Regions from separate parts of the Pan troglodytes genome. Here region 1 is linked to region 2. Evidence: chromatin contacts called from public Hi-C data. All regions are on one chromosome and are shown on one strand. The core of a region is the stretch at or near the end of the contact, and the rest is flanking DNA. Distances in the headings are between cores, read along the strand shown. Region 1 has its middle 100 kb from the start of TRIL. Region 2 overlaps CREB5 (cAMP responsive element binding protein 5).

Region 1 (5,818 bases), core at 865-3,364, 160 kb after region 2:
GGGAAAGATCTTGATGCAGGAAAATGGCATTGGCTCACAGATGCTATCTGCCATGCTTTTGTGCAGCTTACTTTATAACATACATGGGGCAGGATTTCTAGACTCTACCTTTCCTCACCTAATAATTCACCCTTTCAGTCCCTGTGCACATATTTATCAAGGTTGGGAACTTTTTTTCCGATTATTTAAAAGTCGTCATTGCAGTTACTTCCTCTGAAACAGACCACCTCTTTCATTAGGAATATTTATGGGAAATAATATATTTGTACAGTTGAAAGCATCACCTGTTTTGCTAAGTCAGTTCTTGTCTGAACTCAAATATGCTGTTAGAGGGTTTACTCAACAACACTCACTAATGGAAAGCACTAATCAAAACTTTTCTACAGCAGTAAATTTTTATATTCTTTAACCACTGGATTCCAATTAAATGTATTCAATATAGCAAGCTTTGATTAAACAAATTTTTAAAAAGAGATTATGTATACAGCCCTGTGGAAAACAAGGCAGGTTAGGTATGCAGGCACTTGTATATTCTTAATAGAAGTCTTTACCTGAAGGTAAAACCCAATAAAGTGTTAGACCCTATAATGTGCTAGAGACCCTATGTTGATTTACCTGTGTTACATCGTCAGCAGAAATCAACTTTACCAGGTACACACCAAGCTTATATATTTAATGCATATAAAAATGCATATAAAAGATCCTTTTTTCTTTATATAAAGAATTACTGAATTTCATTAGGCCACGTTTTTCTCTAAAAAAGTTCTTTGTTAACCATGGGATAACTGATTGCAAATAAAGGAAGTTACGGCACTGTGCCGATGTTTATAAAGGGAGGGAAAATCCTTAATGTGAGCTTACAATTTCGATGAAAAAGAAAAACCATCATAAATACAAGAGTTGGCCTTACTCTAACATACATTAGCAAGATCTTTCAAAGGATCTCCCTGCTTTCACTGACATATAAATATTTTCCTAAATGACTCAAAAAAAAGACGTTAGGATACTTAATTGAAGTCTATAAGGAGAGGTCTGGGAATAGGTGGATGAAAATCATTTGGTTTTTGTTTTGAAAAAACAAAAAAAATCCATTTTTCCTCATCTGAGGATATTTAGACACAACATCTCTATACATTTTCCATAAAAATGTCACAGACCTTTCATATGTCAGATTCCCCTCCCCCACTATATTTAAGTTTCAGGATTAGTTGCAGCCTTAGAAAAATATTTAATTCTCTTTGCTCTGTGACTTGGCTTAATGAATCTAGGTTGAGTTTCTTTAGGAAATATAAGAAGCTTCTTGACAACTGAGAAGCCTCCCAGACACTCATTTCTGTCAGAGTTTTCCAAAACTACACAAATAAGCTGTGGCCAGGGAGGTGCCTACATCAGACAAGAAAAGAAGAACACGGGCTTCCTTCCCTGACCTCTGCTATGTTTGAGTGAGAAATGTGTTTATTGCTCAGTCTCACTGAGTGTTTAACTGTTCCAATTGCGCAAATTATGAGTACTTTGAGTGAAAATTATGAGCGCAGAAGCCTTTCTTTATCATTTCCAACTGTCTGATCTGTTTTGTCCTTGTTCGCCACCACCTTTGAGAATTGCAAAAAAAAAAAAAACTATGCCAGTTATTTTTGTAATACTACCATTGCATTAAAACCTTTAACCATAAAGTCCTCTAGTGATTTTTCTTTCCCTCAAAATTTGTATTGCTTTTAAAAAGGATTGCATTAAGATTCCGAACGTTTAACGGAGAGAAGAGTGACATTAGTATACATCCTTTTTAAGCTCCTGATTGAAACAAAACAAAAACTACGCAAAAGACCTGCTTCTTTGCCTTGGGCCCTGACTGTTTAGGGGGCAGGGGCTTCTGCGAGGGGCGGTTAAGTGGCAGGGAAGCGCAGATCCCGCTGCACTCCGCAGCAGCCCGGGTGTGGAGCGCGCAGAGGGGGCACCTCGCCTGAGTCTCGGGCACGCTGCGCACCCACGGGAGGATTTCAGGGAGGCGGTGGCCAAGTCGGGGAGCGCATGCCGGGGCCGTACTCCCTCCTGGGACAGCGAGCCTTCCGAAAGTCCGAGCCCCAAGAAAAGTTGACCCTGGGTCTGAGAGTAAGAGGGAGGAGCCGAGAGCATGGACTAGAGAGGCACGGAGCCTCCCGGGCCCTGAGGCTGCCGCCTCCCTCCGCAGCAGCCACCTCCTCCCGCCCTTTACAAAGACAAGCTCCTTGCTCCCAGGAGTCGGCCTGCCCATCCCTGAAATGTGCACGTGAAGGAGGTAGCCTGGGTAGCCAGGGAAGGTGCGGTGCCCGTGCCGGGGCCGCGGGGCGTGCGGGAGTCCTGGGCGTCGCCGCACCTGCCGGTCTCCTCTGGGAGTCCTGGGCCGAATCCTCAGTTCGGGCGCCCTCTGGCGCCGCCGTGGGGAAATCATCCGGCGCCAGGCGCCATGCCGCACAACACTGTGGAGCAGCCCTGCCGGCGGGGTGGGTGCCTCCTATCTAAAGCACTGGACCAGGGGCTCTGCCAGCAAACATGGTTCTTCCATCAGCGTGTCGGGGTTGCAGAACCTCAGGGCATGGTTTCTCTCGGCAAGGTGTTAGACGCCAATTATCTTCCCCCGACAGACTTTTGTGAGACTTCAAAGGGAAGAGAAAGGAGGGTCCCAAGACTTCCAACTCCCTCTTCCTCCCTCCCTACACACGCGCGCACGCGTAAACACACCCACACGCACACAAACACACACACCCTATTCTTTACCTGTCCACAGGATCTCTAACATTATTCTTAACCCCATGTGATGGCTTTTTTGATATGTCGACTTGACTAAGCTAAAGTTCCCATTGATTCACCAGACACTAATCTAGCTGTTACTGTGAAAGGGTTTGATGATGTCATTCAAGTCACTAATCAGTTCACTTTAAGTAAGGGAGGTTATACTGGATAACTTGGGTGGGCCTGGCCTAATCAGTTGGAAGCCCTCAAAGCACAGCCAAGACTCCCCAGAGAGAGACAGAGACAGAGAGGAGGTCACATCCATGAACAACAGCGCAGTCATGCCCAGAGCTCCACTCTGCTTTTTAGCTTCCCCTCCTGACTCCCTGTCCTGTGGACTTTGGATGTGCTTAGGCAGCTCCCACAACAGCATAAGCCAATTTTTTTTTTTTTTTTTTTTTTTTTTTTTTTTTTTTTTTTTTTTTTTGAGACGGAGTCTTGCTCTGTCACCCAGGCTGGAGTGCAATGGCACGATCTTGGCTCACTGCAAGCTCCGCCTCCCGGGTTCACGCCATTCTCCTGCCTCAGCCTCCCGAGTAGCTGGGACTACAGGCGCCTGCCATCACGCCCGGCTATTTTTTTTGTATTTTTAGTAGAGACGGGGTTTCACCGTGTTAGCCAGGATGGTCTCGATCTCCTGACCTCATGATCCACCCCCCTCGGCCTCCCAAAGTGCTGGCATTACAGGCGTGAGCCACCGCGCCCGGCCAGCATAAGCCAATTCCTAGTAAGACATCTCTGAATGGATATATTGGTTCTGGGTCTGAGGTTGAACACTAGCTGGTACAACCCACACAATCCAAATCAGAAAAAGTATGAAGGAAATTCAGAGTGCCAGAAGATGCCACCTCATCCCTCCTATCTGTCAGTCAGTATTCTCTGAATGTCTAGCAGTGGCAGGCACAAGACACTGTACTCTGGAGATACCTCCAAGGACAGAGCACACTGGGTTTCTTCTTCGATTTGGGCTTCAGTGCCTGCTGCTAAGTTAGATGGGTGAATAAGAGAGGCAGTGGCTATAAAGGTTAGTGAAGCTCTCTCTCTTTCTCTCTCCCTCTGACACACACACACGCCCCTCCATGTGACAACTTTGGAGTTTTTAAACCTAGACCAGAAACCAGCTTTAATTAATGGTTTGTTGTGGGTACTTGTGGCATGCTTGGAGCTACACAAAAATACAGTAGGAGGAGGACTCCGGTGAGGAGAAGCAGACAGCAGTCTTTGCCTTGCGGGCCCTCTATCTATCACCACTAAAGGTAAAATGCTGTTTATCCATTGCCAAACCTTCTGAGTCATCCACCCCCACAGTGCATTTTCTTTGCACTTACTGTTTCTATGCATGGCAAAGGGGTGACACACTGATAATGGATCAGAGCAGTAAAATGTTGGCAAAGACTCAACAGGCTGGGAAGAGGAAGCCTCCTCTCCAGATTGATCCAGGGCTACTGGTCCTAGACCAAACTGGAATGTCCAATAAAGACCGCATTCTTCTCTAACATCTACCCCTTCCCTGAGCATCAAGGCCTGTTCCAGGATGGCAGTAACCCTGTGTAATTCAATCCAACAAATGTTTGATGAACACCTACCATGCTACAAGTCCACCCTCTACAATCTGGTGTCCTGAAATGGCTTTTGTAATTATCATTGGCCTGCAAATGGCTTGCTATATTAAGTGGATAACTTTCATGGATATTCTGTTGGCTTCTCCATGAATTTTTACCTCTTGGGCAATTTTCTCCTGGAGATTCACACCGTCCCTTGGGCTCAGTCACAACTCTGTCTGGATTTTATCTCCTGTTTGTCTTGTTTGTTTCTTTTCAGCCCTCTTTAGAAGGATTTCCTTCTCACCCCCACTCCTCCAGATTTTAAAGTAGGTGTGTTCAAGGCTCTGTATTGGCCACCTTCCTGACCCTATTCCTATCTATTCTCCCTCCTCGAGAGATGAACAGACCTCTGCTGACCTCCAAGTCCTTATCTCTAGTGTGGACCTCTCTCCTGAATCCATTATTCTCTTTGTGTGGACACTTGGGCATACCATAAGAACCACAAAGATAACACTTTGTTAAGGAACCTCATCATCTTCTTTCTCTTGCCTCTAACCTCTTAATCATCTGGAAAACACGAGCTGAATTAACAATGCCAGAAACTGCATTCTCCCAAGAGCCCATGACAGACATTTCAGAGGCATTCCAGATTTCCTCTTGCTTAGCTCTCACATCCAACTAGAACCCAAGATGTAAGGGTTCTCTGAAGAGTACCTCTAGTCCCTGCTCCTCCCTCTGATCCCCACATGGGTTTAGGCCTTCACAAATCTTTTCTTGGGGCAAATGGTCTTCTGTTGGTCTCTCTGCCTCCATATCGCTATTCTCTCTCATTCATCTTCCTAAAATGCAAATCCCCCCGTGATTTCTCCCTACTTTAAAAGCAATGTCAATGACAAAAATTCCTTAAGACTGAATAGCATTCCATTATATATGTACACCATATTTTCTGTCATTTGCAACAGCATGGATGAACCTGGAGGACATTATGCTAAGTGAAATAAGCCAGGTGCAAAAACACAAATACTGCAAAATCTCACTTATACGTACAATCTAAAAATGTTGAACTCACAAAAGTAGAAAGTAGAACGGTGGTTGTCAGAGACTGGGTGTGGGGGTGGAGAAGGAAGGGGAAGATGATAGTCAAAAGGTACAAAGTCCAGTTCGACAGGAGAAATAAGCTCTGGCGATCTATTGCACAGCATGGTGACTATAGCTCACAATAATGTATTGCACATTTCAAAATTGCTAAAAAATTGAAGTAGATTTTAAATGTTCTTGCCACAAAGAAAAGATAAATATGTGGAGTGACATCCTGATTTAATCATTTCATGATATATACATGTATCATAGCATCACATTGTACCCCATTGTACGAATATATACAATTCGTCTTTGTCAATTAAAACTAAAGACATTTTTTAAAGTGTCAGTGGTTTCTTGAAAGCTTTCTTTGACTCTCTCCACTGCTTCCCACACTCTTTCTGGGCTAGCTGGCAGGTGGATTT
Region 2 (5,653 bases), core at 1,851-4,350:
GGTCGGGGGTTCAAGACCAGCCTGGCCAATGTGGTGAAACCCTGTCTCTACTAAAAATACAGGCATCTACTAATCAGAGAAGCAGGGTGGGGTCTCCTGAAAAGAGCATGGCCTTTGGGATTTAAAAGGCCTGGATTCAATCACTCTTCTACTTACTGGTTGTGTGACTTTGACAAACCACTTCACCTCTCTGTGCCACAGTTTCTATCTTCTCTGTAAATTGAGGATAACCAGGCCAACCTCGGGCATGGTGGCACATGCCTGTAATTCCAGCTACTCCAGAAGCTGAGGCATGAGAATCTCTTGAACCTGGGAGGCAGAGGTTGCAGTGAGCCGAGATCGCACCACTGCACTCCAGCTTGGGTGACAGAGCAACTCCATCTCAAAAAAAACAACAACAAAAAAGACTGGGTGCTTTCAGAGGCATGCATTTCATGAGTTTGGGTTACAACAAGAGTAATTTCTTAAGACTTACACACCTTTGAAAACTGAAATTGACTTAGCACTCCAAAATCCACTCCATAGTACGCAAATACTTTAACACAAGTCCATACATCTTTCCTTCCTGTACCTGCACTGGCAAGAGAACTCATTTAATGATTGATGAGGCAATGCTGTACCCAAGAAGAATTAATCAATAGTTTGCAATTATTATGGAGAGTGGGACAGTAGTTAGACAATAGCCAAGACCCATCTAGCTAGCAACAAAGTCTTTCTTTCTCTCTCTCCACATGGTACCAAAAAACTGAATTCTGCTTTATGGTTTTTTTTCTATTTTCCATCTGAATAACTAAAATAGAACTGGATGTGTCCAAAAAGCAAAGCCTAGAAAAAGCAATAATATGGCCCCCAGTGAATGTCAAGGTATCTATTAATGCATAGATTTGATTACTCGTCTTAATGGGAAAATAGGGTCAGGAGACTGCGTTGTGTGAACTGGAATGGCTACCATGAATTACCACGTTTTAGGAGTCCATCAACTTTTTATTTTGCAAATCAAAGATCTTGAATTGAAGTCATGTTGGGCTGCACCCATGTGCTGACACGGCAGACAGTCCAGCTGGCCCTCTTGCAGCCTTTTGGGTCTGTCTGCCCACTTGGCTCTGCCCCTCTGCCCTCAATGGGGCTGGTATCACTGCTTAAAAAAAAAAAAAAAAGGAAAAAAATGTCTGCAAAACAAGCTTTTGTGCAGAGAGGGGAAGCCTAATTACTCGTAATCAATATGGCCAGATGAGATTGGGCCCTGTGGATTGTTTTGGAGTCAGACAGACCTGGGGGCAAACTCTGGCTTTGCCATTTGCTAATTATGTGATTTTTGACAATCTATTGAAGCTTTCTGAGCCTCGGTTACTTCATCTATGGAATGGAATTCATAAGAGCATAGTACACTTAGCATAGTAAGTGCTCAGCAAATGTTAGTTATTTAATAATGGAACCAGTTGACTTCTTTGGAAGTCTGGATAATAATATATTTTGGGCATTAATAATGTAGAGAGAAATATTGTCATTTAACAGTTCCTTCCAAGAAAGGTAAACCAAGTCACAGAATGCGGGTGAGGTCATGAGTGGGTGGAGAGGTGAAGAGAGAATCATACTTCTGGCTGTACATGCCATTGGTCAGAAAACGAGGTTTCAGCTCTCACTTTAATGTACTGTAGTTTATTTCAACATCAAAAGAGCAGGGTCTTTTGTCACTGCTTTTTGTTAAGTAGTAGATTTCTTTTTTAGATGGCATAGAGTAACTTCTTTTGCATCTGCCTCTTCTTGACCTTCTTATTTATCATAACACTTCCGTCAGCTCAGCAACACGTTGCAATAAAGGACTGATCCCATTTAATTCCTCTGAAATTAATCATAATAACAGCAATTATAATGAACCCATTTAGTGTAAAGGTAGATGTAAATTGCTCTTGCGTAGCATTTTCGCCTTTAGTTTTGCTCTCACCAGCATCCACCCTAATATGGATCATGCAGTGGCCTCTCTATAGCCAGATTATTTTTCTGAGTTCAGATCTTGTCCTAGTTCAGTACATGGCTGCTTTTTGCCATTTCCTTCCTGTGAGGGCAAACAGGAAGCTCCCTGTGACGTGTACAGGTCACAGGGAACGTCATTTGATTTGAATTTGCTCTCACCATCCAGAACTTCCTTAGTAGTAGAATAATCATCTTACAATTCTTTTTAAAAAATTTTTCTTTAGAGACAGGGTCTCGCTTTGTCACCCAGTGACACAATCACAGCTCACTGCAGCCTCGAACTCTTGGGGTCAAATGGTCTTCCTGCCTCAGCCTCCTGAAGTAGCTGGAGCTACAGGTGCACACCACTACACATGGCTATGTTTTTAATTTTTTTGTGGAGACTGGGTATCCCTATGTAGCCCAGGCTAGTCTCAGATTCCTGGACTCTAGCAATCCTCCCACCTCAGCCTCCTGAGTAGCCAGGGTTATAGGCGTGAGCTACTTAGCCTGACCCAGTCTTATAATTCTAAATGCACTGATGAAGCCAGAACCTAAAGATTGATGTTTCAACCCAACCCATTCACCTTACAGATTACGAAATCAAAGGCCAGGCACGATGGCTAACTCTTGTAATCACAGCATGCAATTCGGGAGGCCAAGATGGGAGAATAGCTTGAGCCCGAGAGTTTGAGGCTAGTCTGAGCAATGTAGGGAGACCCCATCTCTACAAAAAAAATTAAAAAATTAGCCGGGCATGGTATCATGCACCTGTAGTCCCAGCCACTCGGGAGACTGAAGCAGGAGGATCACTTGAGCCCGGTAGTTCCAGGCTGCAGTGAGTCATGATGGCACCACTGCACTACAGCCTGGGCCACAGAGCTAGACAGGAGGGAGGGAGGGAAACTGAAGCCATCCAAAAATGTGAAGAGAGTTATTCTATATCATAAAACCATTGGTGTCAGGGCCCAGACCAAGCTCTAAGGCGGTGAGGAGCACATTTCTGCCCTGCCAGGCCAGTGAGCTTCCTGGTACCAGGAATTCTGTCATATTGCCCAGGCTAATGCTTTGCAGTCCCTTTTTGAATTCTGACTCCTGGGGATGGTGGGGTGGGAGGGAGCAACCAACAGGCAGGCCCTTGAGACTCTGGAAATCATTCAGGCAGCTGTGCAGAGACTCCTCCCTCTGGTCTGGAGAGAGGGGTGCAGAGGCCACAAGATAGCTTGCTTTTTGCCTCCAGCCATCAGCCCCACTGGGGTCTAGTTAGTGGGCCAGAAGTTGTGTGCCCTAATAGCATTGGGGTAAATGTCCTGGAGTCCAGCTCTTTGCTTCCCACCACTCTCTTCTCTCCTCCCTCTCCCTGCCTGAGCCCTGGCTACACTGAGTGCATGTCCGATGAGGACAGAGCTTGGAAGCTGCCCCAGAACCAGCACCCACCCACCTGCAGGATGTGACCTCTGGGCTCTGAACACACTGCTTCCTCCCTCTTCCTCCCCACCTAGGGAACAGTTTTAGACCACAATTCCCAAACAGCCCCACTTTGCACTTTAATCCCAAAGAGACTCCAGCACTTTGTGACCACAGAAAACTTGTCACTTCATTATGATTCTGAAAAAAAGAGAGCAAAGGGTAATTCATAGTTGTTTTAATGACTTTGCATCCTTTCCCATGGAGGCAGCTTTCAGCTGCTAGGCACAAAGGACGCTGGCCTTCTCTGACATCTGACAGTGCAGTGGAGCAGCATTTTCACAAGATTCTTCACAGCCAGTTAACCCAATTAATCTTCCCACAGTCATTACCCAGGTGCCGTACCATTCGGCTGCCTGGGAGCCTCCAAAGCTCCGTTGTGTGGAGATGAACTATTGTGCCTCCCGACCTTGAAAGGATGTTTCTAACTAATTAATGATTGTTAAGTGCTTGGAAAATGCACTGTGGAACTATGCTGGGGCTCATATGTCTGCATCTTCAGCTGTACAGATGCACTGAATGCAAATCAGAAATCCTTCCTGCCATTTGTAAATCATAGGAAGATGGCTATGACCCTTTCTTTTCTCAAAGAGTTATCTGTCCTCCTCCTCCTCTTTTTCTTCATTCGTTTCTTCTGAGCTGTGTATTTAAGCTCCCTTTGAAATGGGCCAGTGTTTTGTACCATTTCCTCTACTGAAGTGAGAAGGATCTTATAGGGTTTTTCCAGCCACGTGATCTTTAATGAGGCAAATTGAAAACAACTATTGGCTGAACCATCCGGGAAGAAAATGTGGTTTTCTGTATAGTAGTTTTTAAATTTTTTTGATATGAGCAATAGTGGGAAATATATTCTGTATCACAGCCCAGTATACTCACACATATGCATATATATGTACACATATATATACACCTACACATATATATGTACACATGTATACACATACACACACTACATACACACATATACGTATATAGACACATACGTATACATATACGTATATATACACACATGCGTATACATATACGTATATATACACACATGCGTATACATATACGTATATATACACACATGCGTATACATATACGTATATATACACACATGCGTATACATATACGTATATATACACATGCGTATACATATACGTATATATACACATGCGTATACATATACGTATATATACACACGTATATATACGTATATATACATATACGTATATATACACGTGTGTATATATACGTATATATACATATACATATATACACATACGTATATGTGTGTATGTAATGTGTAATGTATATACACACATACTCACATTACATACACACATATATGTGTATATATACTTCACATATATGTGTGTATATGTGTTATACACACATATATATTTGTGTGTATATATACCCATGGAAATATATACATGTGTATATATTTATATACACACACATATGTACATTGGATTATGTGTATAATATGCACACATACATATTTATATATGCACACATACATATTTATATATACACACATAATTTTTATGGAATAATACTTAATTTTTACTGTGTATAACATTATTTGGATATCTGATGTATTAGATATGTATCTATTGTTCTAAAATGCTGATAATGTCAGATTAAGCTGATTTCACCAATTTCTCACGAATTGGCCCCCTAATGAAGTGCAGTCAGCATTGGAAACACACTGGTATCATAGAAAGGCCACCAGAATGCTGGGCAAGGATCAGGGGACCTGGGTTGTATTTCAAGTTTTGTCCCAACTCCTAGATTCCTTTCCCCAAACTCTGTGTCCTCATATAAAATTAAAGTATTTTGTTTTCAAACTGAGGGTACCCTCAGACTACTTTTTAAGAAATCCTCTTGTGGAAAAGCCCATTATGGAAAACAGATCCCTGACTGGTCCATATCTCCTCCCGTAAGTCACCCCCACCCCCTCCCAGAGGTCCTTGCAACAAAATCCAAATCCTACTGGATTAGAAATTTCATGACATCCATCTAGTTCTGGCCTTCAATGATTAATTTATTTCTTAGGTAATAGATTCATCTAACAAAATGCAATCTGATTTATTTCCATGGATTCTGAGCTGGGAATCGCAATTGGGAATCTCCAGAAGCAGTGGGGATTTTTGCTGTAGGACCATCGTTCTTTTCTGCCTGAGCATTGTCATTTGTTCTTTGGCCTTAAGAGATAGACTTCTTCAGGGAAGGAATGAGTTAGAAA

What was found. A called contact is a pair of places that touch in the nucleus more often than the background predicts.
Region 1: a Hi-C map of stem cell-derived neural progenitor cells shows a contact between it and region 2, with 5 times the contacts expected there. The contact joins two enhancer-like sites. A contact is called at or near these places in 1 of 7 Hi-C or Micro-C datasets (stem cell-derived neural progenitor cells) and 1 of 1 datasets of contacts at active chromatin or transcription factors (stem cell-derived excitatory neurons).

The regions. Positions count from the first base shown.
Region 1 is chr6:34,650,282-34,656,099 of NHGRI_mPanTro3-v2.0_pri, forward strand. No RefSeq gene overlaps it. Among named protein-coding and RNA genes, the nearest start is that of TRIL, 100 kb to the right of the region's middle. Within about 2 kb of position 2,115, at least 11 of the 24 cell types and tissues checked have an H3K27ac peak or open chromatin away from gene starts, as enhancers often do. A contact at or near this core is called in stem cell-derived neural progenitor cells, where this site is marked.
Region 2 is chr6:34,492,226-34,497,878 of NHGRI_mPanTro3-v2.0_pri, forward strand. The region is part of intron 5 of CREB5 (cAMP responsive element binding protein 5); the gene reads left to right. Among named protein-coding and RNA genes, the nearest start is that of TRIL, 260 kb to the right of the region's middle. Within about 2 kb of position 3,101, at least 11 of the 24 cell types and tissues checked have an H3K27ac peak or open chromatin away from gene starts, as enhancers often do. A contact at or near this core is called in stem cell-derived neural progenitor cells, where this site is marked.